Linked DNA regions of Danio rerio: region 2 is linked to region 1. The links are chromatin contacts, called in public Micro-C maps. All regions are on one chromosome and are shown on one strand. The core of a region is the stretch at or near the end of the contact, and the rest is flanking DNA. Distances in the headings are between cores, read along the strand shown.

Region 1 (7,891 bases), core at 3,971-6,470:
GCAGAGTCACGCTTTCCTAGAATTAATATTGGAGATATCTATCTATCCATCCATCCATCCCAAATGCAAAAACCTTGAAGTGCCATCTAATATTACCTTTTTTTTAATATTAGCTATTTTTCTCAGGCTCCTATATCTAGGTTCAGTAATTTAACTTATAGCGAAGAATAGGTTATTTCCATGTCTTTTACCATGAACTAACAGAACATTAACATAAGGGACCAAGAAAAAACGCTCCTTGTGGAAGAAAGTTCCACATGGCACTTGGAGGTTTTTGCATTTTAACTCTTTATATAATATAATATGATATAATTTAGGCGACGCAGTAGGTAGTTCTGTCGCCTCACAGCAAGAAGGTCACTGGTTCGAGCCTTGGCTGAGTCAGTTGGCGTTTCTGTGTGGAGTTTGCATGTTCTCCCTGCATTCATGTGGGTTTCCTCCAAGTGCTCCCTTTTCCCCCACAGTCCAAAGACATGCGGTACAGGTGAATTTATGTAGGATAAATTGTCTGTAGTGTATGAGTGTGAATGGATGTTTTCCAGAGATTGATTGTGGCTGGAAGGGCATGCACTGCGTAAAACAAATGCTGGATAAGTTGGCGGTTCATTCCGCTGTGGCGACCTCAGATTAATAAAGGGACTAAGCCGAAAAGAAAATGAATAATATAATATAATATAATATGGGGAAATAATCATCATATTGATAACTTATTCATTTATTTGTTTCAGGTCTTTGGGCAGTTGCCTAAATTTGAAGATGGTGACCTGGTGCTGTTTCAGTCCAACGCCATGCTGAGACATCTGGGTCGAAAACATGGTAAAATAGCTGTTTTAATGCAACTTCAAATCAGAGTGGAGTGGATTATAATAGAAAAACATTTGCAGCGTATACAGTCAGAGCATACTGCTTTGTGTACATTACTCCAATTTTAATTTTAGTTTTTGTAAATCCCTATTTGGGATAATTCGTTGCTACCAGCTGAATATGTATTATAATGAGCAAATCTATGCAAATGTCAACCTTGCCATAAAAAAATTGTAAAAACGTAAAACCCTTCATAAGGTTTTTTTTTTTTTCTTTTTTTTTTTTTGTAGGCTTGTATTATTAAAATGATCAACTCTCCTAGTCAATGTTTTTAAACCATTAATGAATATTTGAATTTACCAAAGTCATAGAAGTGCCAATTTTACATCAGTCAAATCCATAACGAAGAGATGTCTCATCCATAACCAAGCTTTTCCCTTATAAATGTAAAAATAAATTAACATTTGTTTTTTGTTCCATAGAGAGTCCACTCTTACTCTTCTGATTATTGTTTCTTTTGGGTTGTGCAGTTTAATTCACGGAATTTCTACAACGTTTTTTGTAAACTCACTAACTTTATGGTCCCATCCATAACGCATGTTTATTTTCTTCATTGAAAATATAAAAAAGGTTTACAGATTATTTTTTCTGACCTCATAACTGTGGTTTGGACTGAGCAGGCGATGGAGTAAGGTAAAAGTTGGGTGAGCTCTGCAAAAAAACGTAATAACTTATAAATTTAAGGCGCTTTAATCGAAAATATGAGATGCTACATCTATCTAAGACTTTACTACTTCACCTAAAACAGCTGGGTTCTCTATAAATCCAAATGGCGGGCAAACTACGTAAACTGTGGTTTGTAGTTTTGGGAAAATATAAGCAGATGTTTTCAACATACACTTTCTCGATGAATTTGTTTAGTTTTTACTGCAAATGTCACATCCATAACGCTGGAATTGCTCCGTGTTCATAAGTTTAGCATACTACAGTTTGGCACTCTAAAAATTAAACCCAATATACATTTTTTGTTGTTGTTTTGCATTCAGCTGCATATGGCAAAAACGACAGTGAGGCTTCCCTCATTGACGTGATGAACGACGGCGTTGAAGATCTTCGCCTGAAGTACATAAAGCTGATCTACCAGGAATATGTAAGCAATGATGTGATTTTTGTAGATCTCACAGACCTTGGGTGGAAAAAACTAAACTATTTTAGAGCAAATACATGATAAACATAGCTGTATGTATGAGCTCTTCTTATTGTGTCTGTAGGAGACCGGTAAAGAAGCGTTCATCAAAGATCTGCCCAACCACCTCAAATGCTTTGAAAATGTTCTGGCCAAAAACAAAACCGGATTCCTGGTTGGTGATCAGGTGAGATGTCTAGTTGGAACAACAGCAGCATTATTAAGTGGATGCTAAAGTTTTACCATCACTAACGCTTTATTTCCCTTCTCTCCAGATCTCATTTGCAGACTACAACCTGTTCGATCTCCTGCTGAATCTGAAGGTGCTTTCTCCCTCCTGTCTGGACTCTTTCCCGTCTCTCAAGAGCTTCGTGGACAAGATCTCTGCCCGTCCCAAAGTCAAAGCTCTGCTGGAGTGCGAGAACTTCAAGAAACTGCCCATCAACGGCAACGGCAAACAGTAAATCAACACTAGACAACGTCGGTACAACATTCTCCAACAACGACACTTACTGCTAAAACAGCCTTAACTGGTGCTCAATGATTTGCTTGATGTCTCATGTCTTTGTATGGAAATCTATTTTGTATGTCTTACTGTTTTGATAGTTTTTACTAACAGAAATTCCATGTATCAGTTATTCTGAATAATAAAAAAAAAAAACGTAAGCAACTGAAATGGCTTCAGTGATTCTTTTATATATTTGTTTTAAAATGGCACTGGTGCCTCTTAGCAAGAAGGTTGCTGATTGGAGTCCCGGCTGGGCCAGTTGGCATTGCTGTGGAATTTGTATGTTCTCCCTGTGTTGGTGTGGGTTTGCTCTGGGTCATCCGGTCTCACCTCCAGTCCAAACACATGTGGTATGGGTGAATTGGTTGCGCTAAATTGGCTGTAGTGTATAAATGTAAAAGTGATGTTTCCCAGTACTGGGTTGTGGCTGGGAGTATACTAGTACAGTATGTACGTATACTAAATTTAGGTAACCATATTCTGTATTTTAAAATTGCAACATATGACATGAAAATTGAGCATGTCTGGGGTAAGATGGAGGAGGCATTGACGAATCCAAAGAGTCTTGATGAACTCTGGGAGTCCTGCATAACGCTTTCTTTGCTGTTCCAGATGACTTTATTAATCAGTGATTTGAGTCATTGCAGAGATGTATGGATGCAGTCCTCCAAACTCATGATGGAGTCAGACACAATATTCATACTGTCTCCACTGCAGTATGACTTTATACTCTATACTGGACATTATTTCTGTTCGGTGACAAGACTTTTATCGAAGCAAAATCAGACCTTACTGTCCTAATTAAATCATTAAAAATCAAGGCATGATCATATCTTATTTCGGTAAAATAAGTGTATTCTAGAGGCCTTTGCCTTTCATATAAGCCACTTCTGATACCAAATGATCAACTAGAAGACAATTTATTATTTGTTGTTCCTAAAACTTGGATAGGCAACAACTTTTTTTCAGAAAGTGTATATATAAAAAAAACTATTCTTAATTTATTCATATTATAATTTATTAAATTATTTGTTTTATTATTTGTAAATTGTTTATTCATTTTAACATTAAAAAGTACAGTATTTGAAATGTTATGTTGCAAACATCTAATTGGTGTTTGTGTGTTTACACACACACACACAGACACACACACACACATATATATATATATATATATATATATATATATATATATATATATATATATATATATATATATATATATATATATATACACACATACACACACACACACACACACACAGTTGAAGTCAGAATTATAAGCACCCTTCAATATTTTTCTTTTTCAAATATTTCTAATTTAAATATTTTTCCTAATTTAAATATTTTATTTATTTCTCCTAGAGAAAGTATTATTTGTTTTATTTTGGCTAGAATAAAAGCAGTTTTTAATTTTTTAAACACCATTTTCAGGTCAAAATTATTAGCCCCTTTAAGCTATTTTTTTTTTGATAGTCTACAAAACAAACCATCGTTATACAATAACTTGCCTAATTACCCTAACCTGCCTAGTCAACCTAATTAACCTAGTTAAGCCTTTAAATGTCACTTTAAGCTGTATAGAAGTGTCTTGAAAAATATCTAGTCAAATATTATTTACTGTCATCATGGCAAAGATAAAATAAATCAGTTATTAGTAATGAGTTATTAAAACTATTATGATTAGAAATGTGCTGAAAAAAATCTTCAATCCGTTAAACAGAAATTGGAGATATAATTTTTTAGAAATAATTTTTTTTTAATTAGAAAAGACTTTTTTTATGTAATACAAAAAGTTTTAAATCAATTTACAAGAGAAAGCAATTTTAAAGGATTTGAACATCTTTGCTGATGAATGAATAAAATCTGGCAGGTTCAAAGATAGTGGTATTCAGATTAAATTATATGGTGTTTTTGGGCTGCGCTTTTCCCGAATGTTTGAGATGTGTCTGACATTTATTTTGGTATGTAAACTAAATTACAAGTTAGTGACTTCTGTGCTTAATGGGGAGAAATATGTGACAGTCTTTTCGTGCACAGTTTCTAATATTCAGAAAACTCTTTTCCTTTTCTTCTTTGACATGTACATTGATTATAAATATATAAATAAAATAATAAAATATATGTACAGTTGAAGTCAAAATTATTAGCCCTCCTTTGATTTTTATTCTTTTACAAATGTTTCCCAAATTATGTTTAACAGAGCAAGGAAATTTTCACAGTATTTCCTATAATATTTTTTCATTATCTTAATTGTTTTATTTCGGCTTGAATAAAAGCAGTTATTCATTTTTCTTAAACCATTTTAAGGTCAATAAATTCAGTCCTCTTAAGCATTATTTGCTTTCGATTGTCTACTGAACAAGCCACTGTTATACAGTAACTTGCCCAGTTTTCCTATTTAAGCCTTTAAATGCCCTTAGCTGAATACTAGTATTTAAAAAAAAAATCTAATAACATATTATGTACTGTCATCATGGCAAAGATAAAAGAAATCAGTTATTAGAAATTAGTAATGTGCCACAAAAATATTCCCTCCATTTAACTGAACCTGTGGAATAAATTCTAAAATATTTAAAATGTAACAGGAGGGCTAATAATTCTGACAGCAACGGTTTATTATTATTATTATTATTATTATTATTATTATTATTATTATTATTATTATTTTTTTTTTTTTTTAAATCCTAATTTTGATACTACATACTTTTATTTTGAAAACCTACTGCATCCGGAGTGTCTCCGCCTTCCTGCATCTGTCAGCTTCTCAGCTCTGCACACTTTTTAGTCAGGTGCATTTTTATCCACAATGTCCTCTGTTGAAGAAATTTCCAACTCCGTAGCGGAAAATCTGGAGGAGGATGGAGTAGAAAATGACGATTTAGTAGAGGACGCGGAGATGGAGTACGAGGAGCCCGTTAAAGGAGGTTATATCTTCTACAGGTGAGGTTAGCAGCTAGCCTAGCATTTGTGGCTAATCACTCTACTTAGAACTGATTACTTCTTAAAGTTCTCTTTATTATGTGGGACATCAACTTTAAAGAAGATGTAAGATTGCGAATGTTTAATTAAAGACAAGTTGTGTGTGATATGCAAGTTATATGAGTGATTCACACGAACCGAGTCAGCTTAATATAAAAGATTTGAATGAAATCTTTGGTGAAGCTCAAAGTTCACACAGTCTGGAGGTGTTTTCTAATTCTAATGTTTCGTTTTACTTTTCTAATGTCAGTTTTTACCTCGTGAATCAAATGTGTTGGTCTGAATGATTCTTTTGAGCTGAATCATGACTGAACAGGAATAACGTTATGCTACAATCTGAGCAAAACTAAAGGATAAATATTGAGGTGAATTTGGACATTTGGACTTTCTCCTTAGTAATGTAAGTTCAGAAAAGTATTCTTTACAGATTCCTAACCGTGAAATCGTATTAGCAGCCAATGACTATCAACAATGTCATTGTAATAGTGGTAATGGTTTTTGATGGTTTTGAAGTCACTCTTGCATGCCATTTCAGACTGAATGAAATAAAAGTCCTGATAAACATGGTCTGAATTAAGAGTCTGAAGAGGTGATTAACCCTTTTTTAATTAAGAGAATAATTAATTAAGAGGTGAAGATTTCAATCAAATCTGGCTTAAGTTACTGACCAGTAAGTTAATCAGTGAGTCTAAAAATCACATTTGTTGTGCCTTTTTTTGTGCTGTTTTAGAGACAGAAAAGAGTGGGCTGATCTAGAACCTGTTCCTCAAGATGACGGACCAAACCCTGTGGTGAAGATTGCTTATTCAGAGAAGTGTGAGTGTCTTTTATTCAGGGGAGATTTCACTTTTTAATATTGCCACACTGTCGTTGTCTCAGACTATTGAGTTGTCAGTCTGTTATTCTAGTTGATGTTTATTTAAGTTTTTCTTTTCTTTCTTTTATTTTTTAATTACTTATTAATTTATTCATGTTATTTATTCAGTCATTCATTTTATTTATTTATTTGTTTATGTATTTATTTTGTGTTTTTATTTATTCATTCATTAGTTTTATTTATTGCTTCATTCATTCATTCATTCATTCATTCATTCATTCATTCATCTTATTCATTTATTCATTCATTTTATTTATTGCTTCATTCATTAATTCATTCATTCATTCATTCATCTTATTCATTTATTCATTTATTTTATTTATTGCTTCATTCATTTATTCATTCATTCATTCATTCATTCATCTTATTCATTTATTTATTCATTTTATTTATTGCTTCATTCATTCATTCATTCATTCATTTATTCATTTTATTCATTTATTCATTCATGTTCATTTTATTTATGTATTTATTCAAGACAAGGCAAGTTTATTTATATAGCACATTTCATACACAGTGGCAAATCAAAGTGCTTTGCATAATCAGTAATAAAAGAGTTAAGTAGAAGAAAATATAAACAAATAATAAACTCATTCATTCATTTAATTTATTTATTAATTCAGTTATCTATTCATTTATTTATTCATTTTATTCATCCATTCTTTCATTTTATTTATTTATTCATTTTGTTTTACTTTTTCTTATATCTCTTAAAAGTCCATAAATTAAATGTTTTTGCTTTCTCATGTACATGTAGCTCAATTCTGTCACACACACTAGTAATGGCTGATTTTAAATAATTGATTTATGAAGCTTCAAAACTTTTATGAAGTTTTTGTTTCAAATCAGTGATCAAGAGTATGTATCAAATTGATTTCTGTAACTGAGGCTTGATTAACTATTTACTGTTTCTAAATAGTTTGAATTCTTCTGCACTAGGGGGTGATCTGTGTGATATGATACAATCAACATAAATCAAAAACCCCCCGATTTTATTTCAGTTTTAAGAATTTTTAATTGAGGTTTTAATGAGATATCTGTTAAATGAGAAGGAATAATAGTTAAAAAAAAAACAGAATATCTTGGAATTGAACAAACAAAATATAAGTCTTGAAAACGTATAAAAGAACACATAGTATGAAGACACTTAATATTAAATTATATTAAATGATACGCTTTATTTATATTTTAGGATATACTTGAAATGTTTAATTTCACAGCATATCCATTCCTATAGCCTTGTGGTTAGTGCGTTGTCAAAGCACTATGGTGACCATGGCAACCTGGTTTGGGTTTTTCCTTCTGATACTTTCCCTCTTCCTGCTTTACTATCTGTAGTCTTAATTGTCCTATTCCAATAAAGATGAAAACCCCTAAAATTAATTCAAATTAATGTATTGCTTGAGATTTGGTTGCATTTACAGTTCTGACCACCAGGTGTCCCTATAGCACAAGGCGTTATGAACTATTTAAAACAATAAATCAAATTCCAAACCAATGGTTTATAAAAGCTTAGTTTTTCCCATTACCAACA
Region 2 (7,891 bases), core at 2,706-5,205, 410 kb after region 1:
AATAATAATAATAATAATAACAATAATAATAACTATATCAATAATAAATAGAATGAAACATTATTTTTATTAATATAACTATAATAATAATACTACTACTAATAATAATAATAATAATAATAATAATAATAATTATTATTATTATTATTATTATAAACACTAAGTATTAACATATTATTTAATTAGAATTAAGTAGAATAGACACTATATTTAAAATTAAGCCATAATTTTGACAATTTTCTGGAGTTCAATTAACTAAAACAATGGAAATAGATTATAATAGAATAGACAGTACAATTAAAAAACAAAACAACTAAAAGAATAAAGTATATATTGTATTGTGTTATTATTATTTATTATTATTATTATTATTATTATTATTATTATTATTATTATTTTCAATATTATTATTATTATTAGCAGTATTATTATTATTATTATTATTATTATTATTACTAATAATATTAATATTATTATTATTATTATTATCAGTATTATTATTATTAGTAGTAGTAGTAGTATTATCAAATTATTATTATTATTATTATTATTATTAACATTATAAAATATATAGTAAGTGCATTAAATGTATTTCTTGTTAAACTCTAATTAAATTGACAAAATATTGTTTATTAAAATTGTTTATTTAATTACTTTTAAAAGCAAAGATCAAATTCTAATTGCATTATAAAAGTATACAACAACAATTAGAAGAAAAATGATTATGATTCTATTAATACTATTATTCAAATGTAATTAAAAAAAATATTTAAATACGTACTTATTTATAGATTATTCCAACAATAAACAAGAAAACAACCCAAAATAAACACAAAAAAGTAAAAGAAAAAAATAAATAAATATTGAGCTGAAGCAACAGAGTTCTTGAGGTTTTATTTAGGATAACTTAATCATTTTGTGTTCAATCCACTTAAATTTGTAAAAAATAAAACAAAAAAACAATAAAGTTAATTGATTAATTAATTTGTGTCCGGACAACATAAAGCAAGTGTGTGGAACAAAGCGTTTTTTACAGCGAAGGATAGGACAAATTCAAAAACAGTAGAGTAAAATAATACATTTATTAGCTTATTGTTCATGTTATGAATAAAATAAATGAAATAAAGTTGTTATTAGGCTTGCCAGGATAGACGGTGTTGACGGTGATACCGATTTAAGACATAACACCGATGACATCACTTTTCCACCGTGACACCGTCCCCACATTTGTTTTTTTTAAGTTTTTTTTTTATTATTAAATATTTATTTGAATTAAATGGAAAATATAATTATAAGTAATTGACCTTAATTGAGAACATGCTCTATAATTAAAATCTGAACATAGCTACAATGCGTCACATTTCATTATTCACGTGAGGAGAAAAGAGTCGAATTGGTGGACGATATAGTGTCACAACGCAATGCAAAAGCGCCTGTTTGGCAAAATTTTGGGTTCAAACCAAGAGGAAGGAACCGGAGGAAACCCACACCAAGACAGGGAGAACATGCAAACTCCACACAGAAACGCCAAGAACTCGAACCAGTGCCCTTCTTGCTGTGAGGCGACATCGCTAACCACTGAGTCAGCGTGTCGCCCTGTGACATTTTTATCCAAGGTTGTCATACTGTCAGAATCATATCTGCCTGACATTAAGTAATGAAACCTTTTTGTAAAGTGTGACCCAAAAACAAATCTTAACTAGTAATGAAAAGATGTGATTGGACTGCTTCTGACCTTAATTCTGGGCATGGTGACGGTGGGCGGTCTGGCTTTGGCGATGAAGCTGTGAGACGAGCCTTTCTCCACCACGTGTCTGGTGTAGGGCATAAACCTCCGTCCATCAGAGCTGAACACAAAGTCTTCCCTGAGAGCGTCGATCAGGACTATCACCACACGCTTAAACAGCAGCGCCGGCGCTCGGCTGGAGTTAACTGCATTATTACCTGCAGAAACAAAAACACTCTTATCTGACTCTCTGTTGTTGCTGTTGTAGTATTATTGTTGTTGTTGTCATTTTTACTGTCAGTATTATTATCATTACTATTATTGTTATCACTCGCCACCACTGATTGGTTTAATTCTATATTTTTTATTCAATGCTGATGGCAAAGATAAAATAACACAGTTATTATAAATGAGTTATTAAAAGTATTGTGTTTAGGATATATGCTGAAAAAAATCTGCTCTCCATTAAACAGAAATTGGGGAAAAAATATATGTACAATATTATATTTGTGCATATACATTAGATTAATCAGTATTGAAGTCAAATGTGTCAAAGCTTAACTACTAACATAAAAACTTACAATACCGGTCAAAAAACTAGTACAGCCAAATTTATATATTATAGAAATATAATAAACACAAATGTAAAAAAAGTCAAGAGAAGCAGAAATTTACTTATTTACTTATTTGTATGTATATATATATATATATATATATATATATATATATATATATATATATATATATATATGTATGTATATATATATATATATATATATATATATATATATATATATATATATATATATATATATATATATATATATATATATATAATTAATTAATTAAAATATAACTGTGGAAAATAGTTTTGCCTTAAAATTAATTAAATAAACATAAAGACTGGATAAATAAATAAATTGTTAAATATGGACTCATTTTTGAAACTAAAATTAAATTCCAGATCTTAATTTCTAATAAGTAATAAGCTGATTTTGAAAATTAAAATTTAAAAAACATAAAATGATACCCATGTATTATTAACTGTTTTGACTGAGTTAAAAAAACACAAATTAAAATAATAAAATAATACATAAAACTACACAAAAACACAAAGAATAAAAACAAAAATCTAGTAATTAATTATAAATAATTTCACACATCAAACCATCAAAAATGTAAATATAAAACAATTATTAAACAATAGCAAAGAATTAATCGGGCTCAGGGAAAATATTTCAGATAATTTAATTTTAAGGAAAATAATACCATTTAAATTACTATACAATCATCATCATCTAAATCAGCCTCTTAATAAATACCTTATATATATATATATATATATATATATATATATATATATATATATATATATATATATATATATATATATATAAATGTAAAATTGGTTTGCCTTAAGATTTATTGAATAAATGTAAATACTGGATAATTCAATAAATAAATAAATAAATGTTGTTTAATTTGGAATCATTTGTGACACTAAAATTTTATTTCAAATCTTAATTTCTTATAAGTAATAAGCTGATTTTGATAATTAAAATTAAAAACATAAAATGATACCCTTAAATTATTAACTGTTCTGACTGAGTTATAAAAAACACTAATTAAAATCATAAAATAATACATAAAATGACGCAAAAAATAACAACAAAAATCAGGTAATTAATTATAAATAATTTCACACATCAAACTATCAAAAATTAAAACATGAAACAATTATTAAACAACAGCAAAAAGTTAATCGGGCTCAATGAAAATATTATAGATAATTTAGCGTTGGGGGAAATCATACCATTTAAATTACTATATAATCATCATTATCTTCATTATTATCAGCCTCCTTAATATTTACCTGTCTGTGGCTCTGCAGGAATATCAGTCACTTTGCTCTTGGCTGAAAAGGAGGATTTGACAGGAACAGGGAAGAATCCTCTCAGGAAAAGAGCGATGGACACAATCTCAAGTATGAGACACAATAAAGCAAATACTGAAGAGCTCAGCTTCATGATTAAGATCAGTAGCTGTCATCAATAACACTCCACACACTCATGAAAAAACACACGTCGAGAGTCCAGCCTGGGGCCTGATTCCTCACTGACCGCAAACAAATGACTTTTGACAGAAAATGCACTAAATCCACACGATTAATCAAGAATCTGCCGGATTAGTGTTTTGAATTTTCATTTCCGTGTTGTGACATGTGGGTCACGACGGCAACCCACAAGGCTCAATTCTTGCTGTGTTTGCGGACTCTTATTTTGTAATCAGAAGCAAAACATCTATGTAAAACATAAAAAAAAATAAATAAATAAATTTTAAAAAAAAATTCTATGTAAAACATTTTATTTGCATTTATAGTACATATGTTAAAATGTAAATACCTAAAATTGTATTACAGATGTTAGTAAATGACTAACAAAAATATTCATTTGTTTTGTTAAATCACATTTCAATTGGGAGAAGAAAAATTTACAGTATATTGTAGAATAATTAACTAATTTAGTATTATTGTTGTAATATTATATAATTTAGCATTATTATATAATGTTTAGCATTATTGTTGAATAATTATAATATTGAGTATTAACTATAACTATAAAAATGTTGATTAGTATATTGCTATTTATATAGAGTATACATAACATTGTGATGGCAAATATATAAATGCATAGACAAGCATGCAGACCAAACAGGCCTTTGTGTTTATCGATTAATAATAATAATAATAATAATAATAATAATAATAATAACAATAATAATAATAATAATAATAATAATAAAAGCATAACATTTGTGCTCTCAAATATGAAATTAAATAACTCAATTCAACCAGAAAATTTACTGAAAACACAAAAATGACATAAACCATTTTTGCTTGTGAACATAAATGCCTACAAAATAAAGAAATTAGATATGTGCTTTGGGTTTTCATAACAACGGAAAAATATTTGAGGGGAACCACATTCATAAAGCCAACAGAAAACATAAACACTTGAATTGTAAATATATAATAAAATACGAATAACAAGCGTCACAAGTGCTGTTTGTGAGGCCATCAACGGTTGTCATGGTAACACTTAGTGTATTTGGCGGCGCTTTATTTACTTTCTCCGCCGTAAGACACGCGTTTCTTTCTGTCTCTTTTTATCTGACTTTATTGTCAGAGAAAACCACAGCTCAGTGGAAAAAGAAACCCTGTTTGTTTTATTAAATGTTTCTGACTGACAGTAATAGTAAAGCGTGTTTGAAAGAAGTGATTTAGAGACAGCCGTTAGTAAAGCGTCGAGTGAAATGGACTGCAGTGAACTGGACTCGACGGAGAAAAGCAAACCCTCACAGCTCCTCAGAGCTATAAACCAGATTTATGAAGAAGGCAGAGAAGAGTCGACGCATTCAGGTGAAGCAAAACTACGACATTTAACACAAAATTTGCTGCAGGTTTTATTTATCATAATATTTACGAACAATTTATGTTGCTTAACTATAGTTAGACAAGTTTATATATATATATATATATATATATATATATATATATATATATATATATATATATATATATATATATATATAAACAAATTATAGAATGCTAATGAATTCAAGTGAAGTGTCTCTGTGTTAATGTTTTTTATTTATTTTGTGTGGGAAAAGTGCAAATATGAGTGAAATAATTTTCAACTACAAACATATATTTATGTAACGTTATAAAAACATAAGAAACCTTATGAAAGTTCTAAGTTTCTTTTTTAAGTTAAACGTAGAACTTGTATTCAATCTGTCGTTATCTAGATCATTCATTCATTCACTTTCTTTTTGGCTTAGTTCCTTTAATCTGGGGTCGCCACAGTGGAATGAACCGCCAACTTATCCAGCATATGTTTTACGCAGCGGATGCCCTTCCAGCCACAACCCATCACTGGGAAAAACCCATACACCTCCATTCACACACATACGCTACGGAAAATTTAGCTTACCCAATTCACCTACAGCGCATGTCCTTGGACTTGTGGGGGAAACCTGGAGGAAACCCACGTAATCACGGAGAGAACATGCAAACTCCACACAGAAATACCAACTGACTCAGCCGAGGCTCAAACCAGCAACCTTCTTGCTGTGAGGCGACATTGCTACCCACTGCAGCACCACGCTGCCCTGTTCTAGATCATATTCGCACAAAATAAAAATAAACAGTTGGTCAAAATACAGGGTGTCCGCAGGGTCTTAAATCTCAAAAGCTAAATTTTAGTCCTTAAAAAGTCTTAAGTCTACTTAAGTATTGTGTTGTAGGTCTTAAATCTTTTGTTTAACACGTCTTAATTTTCCTTTGCACGTGTGTAGCTACCCAATCTAGCTCTCAAACAATCACCAACAATCCATCTCAATTAAATATTTACCTTTTTTAATAAAAAAATAGCATTTAATTACTTTCTTACTGAAACATTTGTTTAAACTTTCTTCATTTCAAGAGTTCACTTAGATATTGTTTGACAAATGTTAGCAGGTTGGACATGCTATCCCTGGAGAGAACCCTGAGCTCGGAGATAGTTGATGGGGGGGGGGGGGGGGGGGGGTTCTTTGGAAAACGAAGATAAGGGAGTAGTTTTTGCTTGGCTTCTTATAGTGAGTTTGGAATAATCTGATTGGTGATATGACTGTCAGTCATATCATGTGATTCCTCTCGAAATTTGTTTGTGAAACTTCATTTATTTACTAATGAAGATCCTGACCTGACCTTTTTATTATTAAATTTATATTAAATTATAATAATTTTTTGATAGGTCAAGTGAAAATCTTTTCCAACTGGGATATAAAAAAACAAAAAACCTTAGTGTTGTATAAGTCTAAAATTGTATTCATAATGGTCTTAAAAGTCTTAAATTTAACTTGGCAAAACCTGCAGGAATACACATTATATTTAGATTTATATTTATTATTTTATATTTTATTTATTTTATTTATTTAATTTACAGTAATTTAAGGAGAGACCAATGCTGCATCAGTGGAGAAAACGGTGAAAGTGAAAGGAAACAGGAGATTCACACACAGCCCCAAATACTAAAAAAGTACTACCATGGGCCAACTTTGGCCCTACTTTTGGCCATCTCTGATCTAAATTATCAGGGGTTTTTTTTTTAGTATTTGGTGCTGTAATCTTTCATTCTTTTGATATCTTTAATTATTTTAATTAATATGTCGTAAAAGGATTATAGTTCTGAAGTAAAAGAAAAATATACGAGACTAATTGTAATTTATGGGTGAAAAGTAAAGTTGTATTTATTGTTTTAATGCTTGAATGTTTTCCATATCCGTTTAGTTTAATTTAAGCATAGACCAATGCTGCATCAGTGGAGAAAACGGTGAATCTGCTGAAAGAGAAAGCAAACAGGAAATTTACACAGCCCCAAATACTAAAAAAGTACTACCGTGGGCCAAATTTTGGCCCTACTTTTGGCCATCTCTGATCTAAATTATCAGGGTTTTTTTTTTGTATTTGGGGCTGTAATCTTTCATTCTTTTGATATCTTTAATTATTTTAATTAATTTGTCGTAAAAGGATTATAGTTCTGAAGTAAAAAAAAAATTTATATATACAAGATTAATTGTAATTTATGGGTGAAAAGTAAAGCTGTATTTACTGTTTTAATGCTTGAATGTTTTCCATTTCTATTTAACTTAATTTAAGCAGAGACCAATGCTGCATCGGTGGAGAAGACAATGAATCTGCTGAAAGAGAAAGCAGAAACAGGAGATTCACAAGCCACCTTCCTCCTGGGACAGTTACACTATGTGCAGGTGATGGTCATACTCCTGGTGGTCATTATACTGTAATATATGTAATACATATATTACAAGATAGAATGGTGTGAGAATGAGTTTTTTTTTTGCCTCAGACAGGCAGTAGATTCATTCATGATGGTTTGGTGATGTTCACAGTTGTGTCTTTGTTCCTTTAGGGCTGCTATACTGAAGCAGAGCTCATCTTTAACAGAATTAAAGATAAAGATCCTCAAGCTCTCTATCAGCTCGCTGTCATATACTACGACGGCCTTGGAACCAAAGAAGACCTTGTGAGGAACTTATTGATGTTATGAACTCTACAGTAAATCATATAAAAAACATGCTAAGAGCAAGCAAATGCAATTATCA

What was found. A called contact is a pair of places that touch in the nucleus more often than the background predicts.
Region 2: a Micro-C map of caudal fin shows a contact between it and region 1, with 20 times the contacts expected there. The contact joins the promoter of pigg here to the promoter of fnta in region 1. A contact is called at or near these places in 6 of 18 Hi-C or Micro-C datasets (caudal fin, embryo, hematopoietic stem cells and 2 more) and 1 of 4 datasets of contacts at active chromatin or transcription factors (embryo).

Annotation. Positions count from the first base shown.
Region 1 is chr14:4,018,033-4,025,923 of GRCz12tu, forward strand. fnta (farnesyltransferase, CAAX box, subunit alpha) reads left to right here and starts at 5,221. Exons shown (of 9, transcript NM_001080560.2): 1 at 5,221-5,441; 2 at 6,211-6,296. The coding sequence starts at 5,308. gstp1.2 (glutathione S-transferase pi 1.2) reads left to right here. Exons shown (of 7, transcript NM_131734.3): 4 at 729-816; 5 at 1,851-1,954; 6 at 2,076-2,177; 7 at 2,266-2,656. The coding sequence ends at 2,454.
Region 2 is chr14:4,434,293-4,442,183 of GRCz12tu, forward strand. pigg (phosphatidylinositol glycan anchor biosynthesis class G (EMM blood group)) reads right to left here and starts at 3,956. Exons shown (of 13, transcript XM_073922448.1): 1 at 3,600-3,956; 2 at 1,736-1,944. The coding sequence starts at 3,753. lrp2bp (LRP2 binding protein) reads left to right here and starts at 4,827. Exons shown (of 9, transcript NM_001098776.1): 1 at 4,827-5,144; 2 at 7,431-7,537; 3 at 7,699-7,812. The coding sequence starts at 5,039.